2 separate regions of the Sus scrofa genome follow, and region 2 is linked to region 1. Evidence: chromatin contacts called from public HiChIP or PLAC-seq data. All regions are on one chromosome and are shown on one strand. Each heading gives the region's core, a stretch centred on a gene start, on an enhancer-like site or on the middle of the called end of the contact. The rest is flanking DNA. Distances are from core to core; before and after follow the strand shown.

Region 1 (3,208 bases), core at 425-2,924:
GGCTTCACTCAGTGGGTTAAGGATCCAGTGTTGCTGTGAGCTGTGGTGTAGGTCGTATACATGGCTCAGATCCTGTGTCGCTGAGGCAGTGGTGTAGGCCAGCAGCTACAGCTCCGATTCACCTCTAGCCTAGGAACTTCCATATGCTGTGGGTGCAGCCCTAAGAAGACAAAAAAAAAAAAAAAATCCCTTTATTCCTAAAGCCAACAGAAGTTGGATTTCTCTCACTCTCCACTGAGAAGGTCCCAATTAAGACAAAGAGCTTGGGAGTTCCCTGTTGGTCTAGTGGTTAAGGATCCAGCATTGCACTGCAGCAGCTTGGGTCACTGCTTGGTGTGGGTTCAATCCCTGGTCCAGAAACTTCCACACGCCACAGGCATGGCCACAAAACTTAAAAAAAATAAAAAGATAAAAAGATAAAGAGCTTGATGAGTGAAAGAGGAAAGGTGAAAACAGCCCTCGACCACTGGGCCTGCTCCCTCGCAGAAGTGACACCTTCTCAGGGGCAGAAAGCGCCAGGGTAAGCCAGACGCAGCTCATGGCCTTGGCCGGGCCATCACGTGGGTTCCTAATAACAAAATTCCTTTTGCAAAGCACTTACTTTTGTATCAGTTAGAGGGAGTTCCCCGGAAGCCCATAGTTGGAGCCTAACCTCCGACCTGCTTCTGTGTGGGGAAGGAGAGGGGGTTTCGGTCACAGCCAGCTTGGGCGCTTCTGACCTCCCATCTTCTCTGCTCTCATCTGTACACACGGGGACCGTGTGTGCGTGAGTCATCCTCGGCGTATTCTAGGGAGACACAGCTGGGAGGTGCTCTCACGCAGGCCCTCACAGTCTGCAGAGACGCCCAGGTAAACATCTAGGTAGGAGGCCCCCTGGGCCAAGGGTTCGCAGGCCCAGGCCCCAGCATCTGAAGGTCAGACGGGTGGCCCAAGGACCAGGCAGGGAGGAGCATGTCAAGACCAGGCTGGATTCTCCCACCTGGGGTTCTGGCCACTTCCACAGCAGCCACAAAAGACACAGGGTCCTGGGATTCAAACACCGGGCCAAAGAGCAGCAATGGCCTGGCGGCATCACCAGGGAGGGGCACAGAACTCACAGTATCCTGGGACTTCCTTGAACTTGGGGAAAGATCCATGCCCTCCTTGCCCCCCAGAGTGAGGGGCCAGGAGAGGAAGAAGGGAAGTTCCCAGATGGCTTTTCATTTTACCCCGTAAGCTCTGGAGGGAGGTAAGAGCCATTCCAGAGCCACATCCACTCTCCTATCCTCAGGGCTCAGGCTCCAAGCTTTAGAGCTGTGTGACCTCCAGCAACTCACCTAACCTCTCCAGGCTTCAGTTTCCTCCTCCGTAATAGGAGGGGGCCGCCACCAACTTTGCAAGATTATCGATGAATGTAAAACAGCACAGGGCCTCCACATCGTTACTGGAGCTGTTGTAGTTGTTACCTAGAATGATTCCGCCCCCTCCCTCCGTCCTGCTCAGCCTCCCGTCACCCTTGCTCTGACCCCTCGGTTCTTCTTCTGGGTGGTGGTGGGCAGCAAAGGGCCCATGGCGCTCTGGGAAGGACTGTGAGTCAAGAGAAAAAAAGAGAAGCATTCTGTGTGCCAGGCCCAGCCCCCTGCCCCAACAAGAGCAGCCCGGCTTCCTCCCAGACGTGGGCTGACTCAGCTCGCTGGCACTCAGGGTGGAAATGAGGACAAATTACAGGGACAGGGGGACCTGGATCTGGGAGCTGACTACGGGCCAGCGCTGACCTTTCCATCTCACAGCCGCCCCTGAGACGGCACAACGTTAGGCCCATTTTACAGATGGGGTCATGGGGGGCACAGAGAGGTTAAGGAACATGACGAAATTTATCCAGCCTGATGGTGGCAGAGCTCGCTCTACCTCCGGAGCCCAAGTTCCCAGTCGTCGTGCTGCACAATGATCTGTAGCATCAGATCAAACCTGCCCCCAGGACTCTGGAACCTACCGAAATGCTAAGCTGATTCAAGGCACATTTTACAGATAGGGAAACTAAGGCCCTGAAAGCAAAGCCCAGCTCAGCAGCCAGGAAAGAGCAATGACAAAGCAGGAAAGAGCAGCTGCCCAAGTCCTCCCAACACGTGGCCAGATGGGCTCCTTCTCTCCTGAGGTTGCTCCTCGCCCTTCCACAGAGGAAGGGCCCACTTTGGGTCACCCCGTCACAAGGCCCTGACTTCCCTGGTGGAGGCCTGTGGGTGTTTCTGGCCCAGCTGAGGGGGTAAGACCCAGCCAGAGCCCCAACCTGGGACAGAGCGCTCCAGGGAACCCAATCAGTTCTTTGGGCTCTAGAGGAACGTGGAGCCGAGAAAGCTGCTTGGGATCAGGGGAGGAGAGGCAGCCCAGGCCCCTGCCAGCACCCCTCCATCGTGTCTGCAGACCCTTGGGGGTAGCAGGGAGGGAACAGTCAGTGTGGTTTCCTCAACTTGGGCAGCTCTGTCCTCATAGCCGCCAATGGGAGCTGAAAGACAAGACAAGCTCCTTCCCCAGGCGTGGGGAGGAGGCAGTTACAGGAAACTCAGGAAACAGATGCTGAGAGACTCGGGCGCTAGATCATTCAGCCTAGGTCCTCCCCCAGTCCAGACTGCGTGAACTGGCATCAGTACCCACCCCATAGGGTTCAGCTCTCCTCCCAGTTCCACCACTGGATCACCTGGAGTGGGTCACCTGTCTTTGGAGGCTTCCATTGACCTTGCCTCAATGGGGAGGCTAGATTGGCCTCTGCTTCCTTTATGACCCGTGGAGGACAAAGCACAGGGGCAGAGAAGGACACTAGGATCTCCGGGAAAACAGGGCGCCGTGGCATTCACAACCAGCGGACCCACCTCAGTTGGGAACCCACACCTTGGGATGGAGCTAAAATGACATCTAACATCCGCATCTTGATTTACAGAGTCCTCATCACTTCCCCCTCACACTGTCTCAAGGGCCAGACTGAATTTCCCATTGCACAAGTGCTGAAAAGCAAGACGATGACCCAAAAAATTGCAAGAGAAGTGCTTATGAAAACGGTTCCAAGAGCAGGACCCCAACATGCAATGATTGCACAATTTACTCTGATTTGTTCAGCAACGCCAGTCTACCAAGAGACCTCCTGGCAATTCACGGTTGTGGGCCAAAGAAGCGACATCATGTACCATGATTTTAAATTATTTTTAACTAATAATAAGGTATAATTTTTACCCAC
Region 2 (3,499 bases), core at 3-2,502, 160 kb before region 1:
TGAGTGAGGCCAGGGATCGAGCTTTCATCCTCATGGATGCTAGTCAGATCTGTTTCTGAGCCAGGACGGGAACTCCCAGATAGGCTCTTAAATGCACCCAAATCTCCCAGCAGACAGGCCCCATGAGCCCCCTGAAGCAGCCAATTCAGAAAGGCAGGGGACAGTATCCTTCGTCTGATGGCCATTCTCTATCCCCATGTGCTCCTGCTCCTGACCGCTTCTGAAAAAATACCCCGGCTTTTGTGGTTTCCTCCTCTTGGGGAGAACTGGGGTGCTGGGCTGAAAGCAGAAGCTGCCTGAACACAACCCCACCTTCCTCTTTTCTAAATCCAGCCAGGGCCTCCCAGAAGCGGCTGGGGCAGGGCTCAGAAGGAGAGAGACTGCAGGTGACTCTGGGGAAGAGACTCTTGGAGACTGGAAAGCAGAAGGAGGCGTGGGTGTGTGAGTAATAAGGATGCGCCCGGGATGCGGGAAGCCTCCGACGACTCCAGATGTGATAAGATCCCCAGGTCTGTCCAAGCCTCGCCTGGAAGCCTTAGAGGACCCCTCGATTGCTCACACGACAGAGCAGCTGTGGGGAAAGTGGCTCCACAGAGGGTAGCCCGGCCCCTGGGCAGCTTCAAGCAAGATCCCCGACGTCCTTGGAGGGCTTAAGGCACTGGGGCAATGTAAGCTCAGACAGGGTTGCGGGGACTCAGCTGGAATTTCCTTCAAGGCTAGCAGGACGGGGACGAAATTCCCGTCTGCACACTCATCCAGGGTGCTGGTTCGTGCACACCCAAGCTTGTGGGTCCATGTTCCTACCAGCTCCGACGGCTGGGTGATGAGACCACAGCTAGACCTGGACGGAACTCTGGCACCACTGTTTCCAGACTGTGGCCTTGGGCCTTAAGAAGCATAAGCTGTCAGTCTCAGTTTGCTCCCCCATAAAAAGGGCCCACAGGAGGCCTGCCTGGCCGGAGGCTTGTGAGAATTCGAGAAGGCTGCTTTTAAGGGCCTGGCAAGGTGCACAGCACAGAGCAAGTACCCGGTGAGGGGTAACCGTGGTCCCTCGGTGCCCTTTCACTTTCCCTATTGACTTGCACCTAATAAAGACGCCTGAAATACTACAGAGCTCCCCAAACCACTTCCTAATCCACCACACACACACCCCTCTTTCTCAACTCCCCTTCCTTCCCCTCCACACGTGTCAGGGCTAGAGGAAGCTCAGAGGCTGCCTGCTCCAACTTCCTCATTTCACACAGATGGAAACAGAGGCCCAGAGAGGGAAGGAACTGGCCCGAGGTCACACAGCAGTCAGAGGCAGAGCCAGGATTCTAGAGCTTCTCAGTTGGCTCCTTTCTGCACATCCCCGCCCCGGGCCTCCCGCCCCCGACTTCCTCTTCTTTCCTGTTGTTCACTCTTCCCAGTGGGGGCCTCCTGGGTCATTGCTCAGCCCCGAGGGAAACCTCACCCTCCTTTGCCTTAGCCGCTAAGCCTGCAGGGGTCAGCTAAGGTCTCACGTCGCCAGGACTCCCTGGGGGATCTAACCAGGTCCCATCACTGGGGTGCTGTAGAGGGCATGCATTGACAGAGCCTCTGAAGGCTGATCTCCCTCCCTGCCCTCTGTGCCCCCACCTGGCCCCCACTCCCAGGTCTCACCTTCCAGCTTCAAGGTTTTGCCTGGCAGGTGGAGCCCAAGGCCCCACATCCAGGCACAGCCCCACTCTCCTCCCTGGGAGCTGTGCTTCTCACCACCTCTCTGAGGACAGTGCCTTTCCCTGGACCAGAGACTCCGGCTGGGGAGACTCAGTAAAGACTTCCAGCCTCAGCACCGGAGGTGGGATGGGGCTTTGGGGGATCCTTAATTTTCCTCTTTCCTATTTTCCTCCTCTGCTAAAGCCCTAGGAAAGTGGAGAGCCGGTTAGCAGAACTCCATTTTCTACGAGGAAACCAAAAGCAACACTAAATGGCCACAAGAGGCCTCCTCCTGCCAGCAGAGGCCCAGCAGACAAGCCACACAGCCGTACATGACTGCCTGGCAGGGCCTGGCAGCCCTCGTATCACACAGCTTTACTCTGCAGATCCTTCTCCACAACCTTCTGCCTCCACCGGCTGTGAAAAGAGTTGGTGGAGGGGCTGACCTGTACTCACAGCCTCTCCTGTCCCTTCCCTGAAGCTGCTTCTATGTCCCTTCCCCCTGCCCACACAGCAGGCACTGAATGAGTACACCTGCTGCCACCAACAAATGAATCAAGCAGCTGTTTGACGTGAATGCCCATGTCGGCCAAAGCCTTCAAGGAAATATCCAAATCAAGATGTCTTCAGGAGTTCCCGTCGTGGTGCAGTGGTTAACGAACCTGACTAGGAACCATGAGGTTGCGGGTTCGGTCCCTGCCCTTGCTCAGTGGGTTAACGATCCGGCGTTGCCGTGAGCTGTGGTGTAGCTCACAGATGTGGCTCAGATCCTGCATTGCTGTGGCTCTGGCATAGGCCAGTGGCTACAGCTCCAATTCGACCCCTAGCCTGGGAACCTCCATATGCCGCGGGAGCGGCCCAAGAAATGGCAAAAAGACAAAAAAAAAAGACGTCTTCAACTTAATGACAGAGAAGCGTGAACATGAGCACATGAAGGAGTTGGTTCTGCTCAACAGGAGAGAGTGTGGGCTCCTTTTGTTTTTAGAGGCCTCCTATTTGGCTTTAAAGCTGATATAAAATGTTTTTTAACAAATGACACATAGTAAAGTGTTCAATGTAATGTGTTTTTTTGGCTGTGCCCACAGCATGCAAAAGTTTCTGGGCCAGGGATCGATCCTGAGCCACAGCAGTGACAATGCCAAATCCTTAACCACTAAGCCGTCAGGGAACTCCTAAAGCCAATGCAAATATTTGTACTTAATATACTTGGGTTTGTACTGATATAACAATTGTACAATATAACAATTCTACGTCATTGTGTAGATATAATTGTTATATAATTATATAAGAATTATATAACAGCATTTTTCTTTCCCAGAGTAATTCAAGCTAAATGGATATTTTATAAAGATGGCCATGAAGGGCTATGGCCTCATGAACCCAGGAAAGCAGCTCTGGCCTAAGCTATCATGTAGAAACTATTTCAGGCCTCATGGTTTCCCTCTCCCAGGCTGTTTTTCCCTCTCCCTTCCAACAGGGGTTCCTAATATCATGGGGAGCAGGGAGCAGGGATCTGAGCATCTGAGCGACGGCCTCTCTCCCCAGGATACACAAAGAAGCACTTAAACTCCACATTTTGCACTTTATCGAAAAGGAGCTCAAAGACTTAACATCCACCTTAAAACCCTTTCCTCAGTCTATCCTCTCGCTTGAGTCCCATGCCCGCCCAACGCCACTGAGAAATAGAAAAACTGCTGCCCGAGAGGCTGAGATTATTTCTCCTGGAGAAGCAAAGGCGAGGGGTGACGACACGGCCATCAGGAGGAGGCAGGGTGAGGGCAGAGAGGTTCGTCTACATCGGGGCCCGGGGGTCCTGAGTCAA

What was found. HiChIP or PLAC-seq counts read pairs in DNA pulled down with a chosen protein or histone mark.
Region 2: a contact with region 1 is called in an H3K27ac HiChIP or PLAC-seq map of alveolar macrophages. The contact joins two enhancer-like sites. A contact is called at or near these places in 1 of 47 Hi-C or Micro-C datasets (blood) and 1 of 2 datasets of contacts at active chromatin or transcription factors (alveolar macrophages).

The regions. Positions count from the first base shown.
Region 1 is chr12:48,831,922-48,835,129 of Sscrofa11.1, reverse strand. The region is part of intron 2 of RAP1GAP2 (rap1 GTPase-activating protein 2); the gene reads right to left. Among named protein-coding and RNA genes, the nearest start is that of RAP1GAP2, 27 kb to the right of the region's middle. Within about 2 kb of position 1,674, at least 5 of the 83 cell types and tissues checked have an H3K27ac peak or open chromatin away from gene starts, as enhancers often do. A contact at or near this core is called in alveolar macrophages, where this site is marked.
Region 2 is chr12:48,988,229-48,991,727 of Sscrofa11.1, reverse strand. All of the region lies in intron 15 of RAP1GAP2 (rap1 GTPase-activating protein 2), which reads right to left. Among named protein-coding and RNA genes, the nearest start is that of RAP1GAP2, 180 kb to the right of the region's middle. Within about 2 kb of position 1,252, at least 18 of the 83 cell types and tissues checked have an H3K27ac peak or open chromatin away from gene starts, as enhancers often do. A contact at or near this core is called in alveolar macrophages, where this site is marked.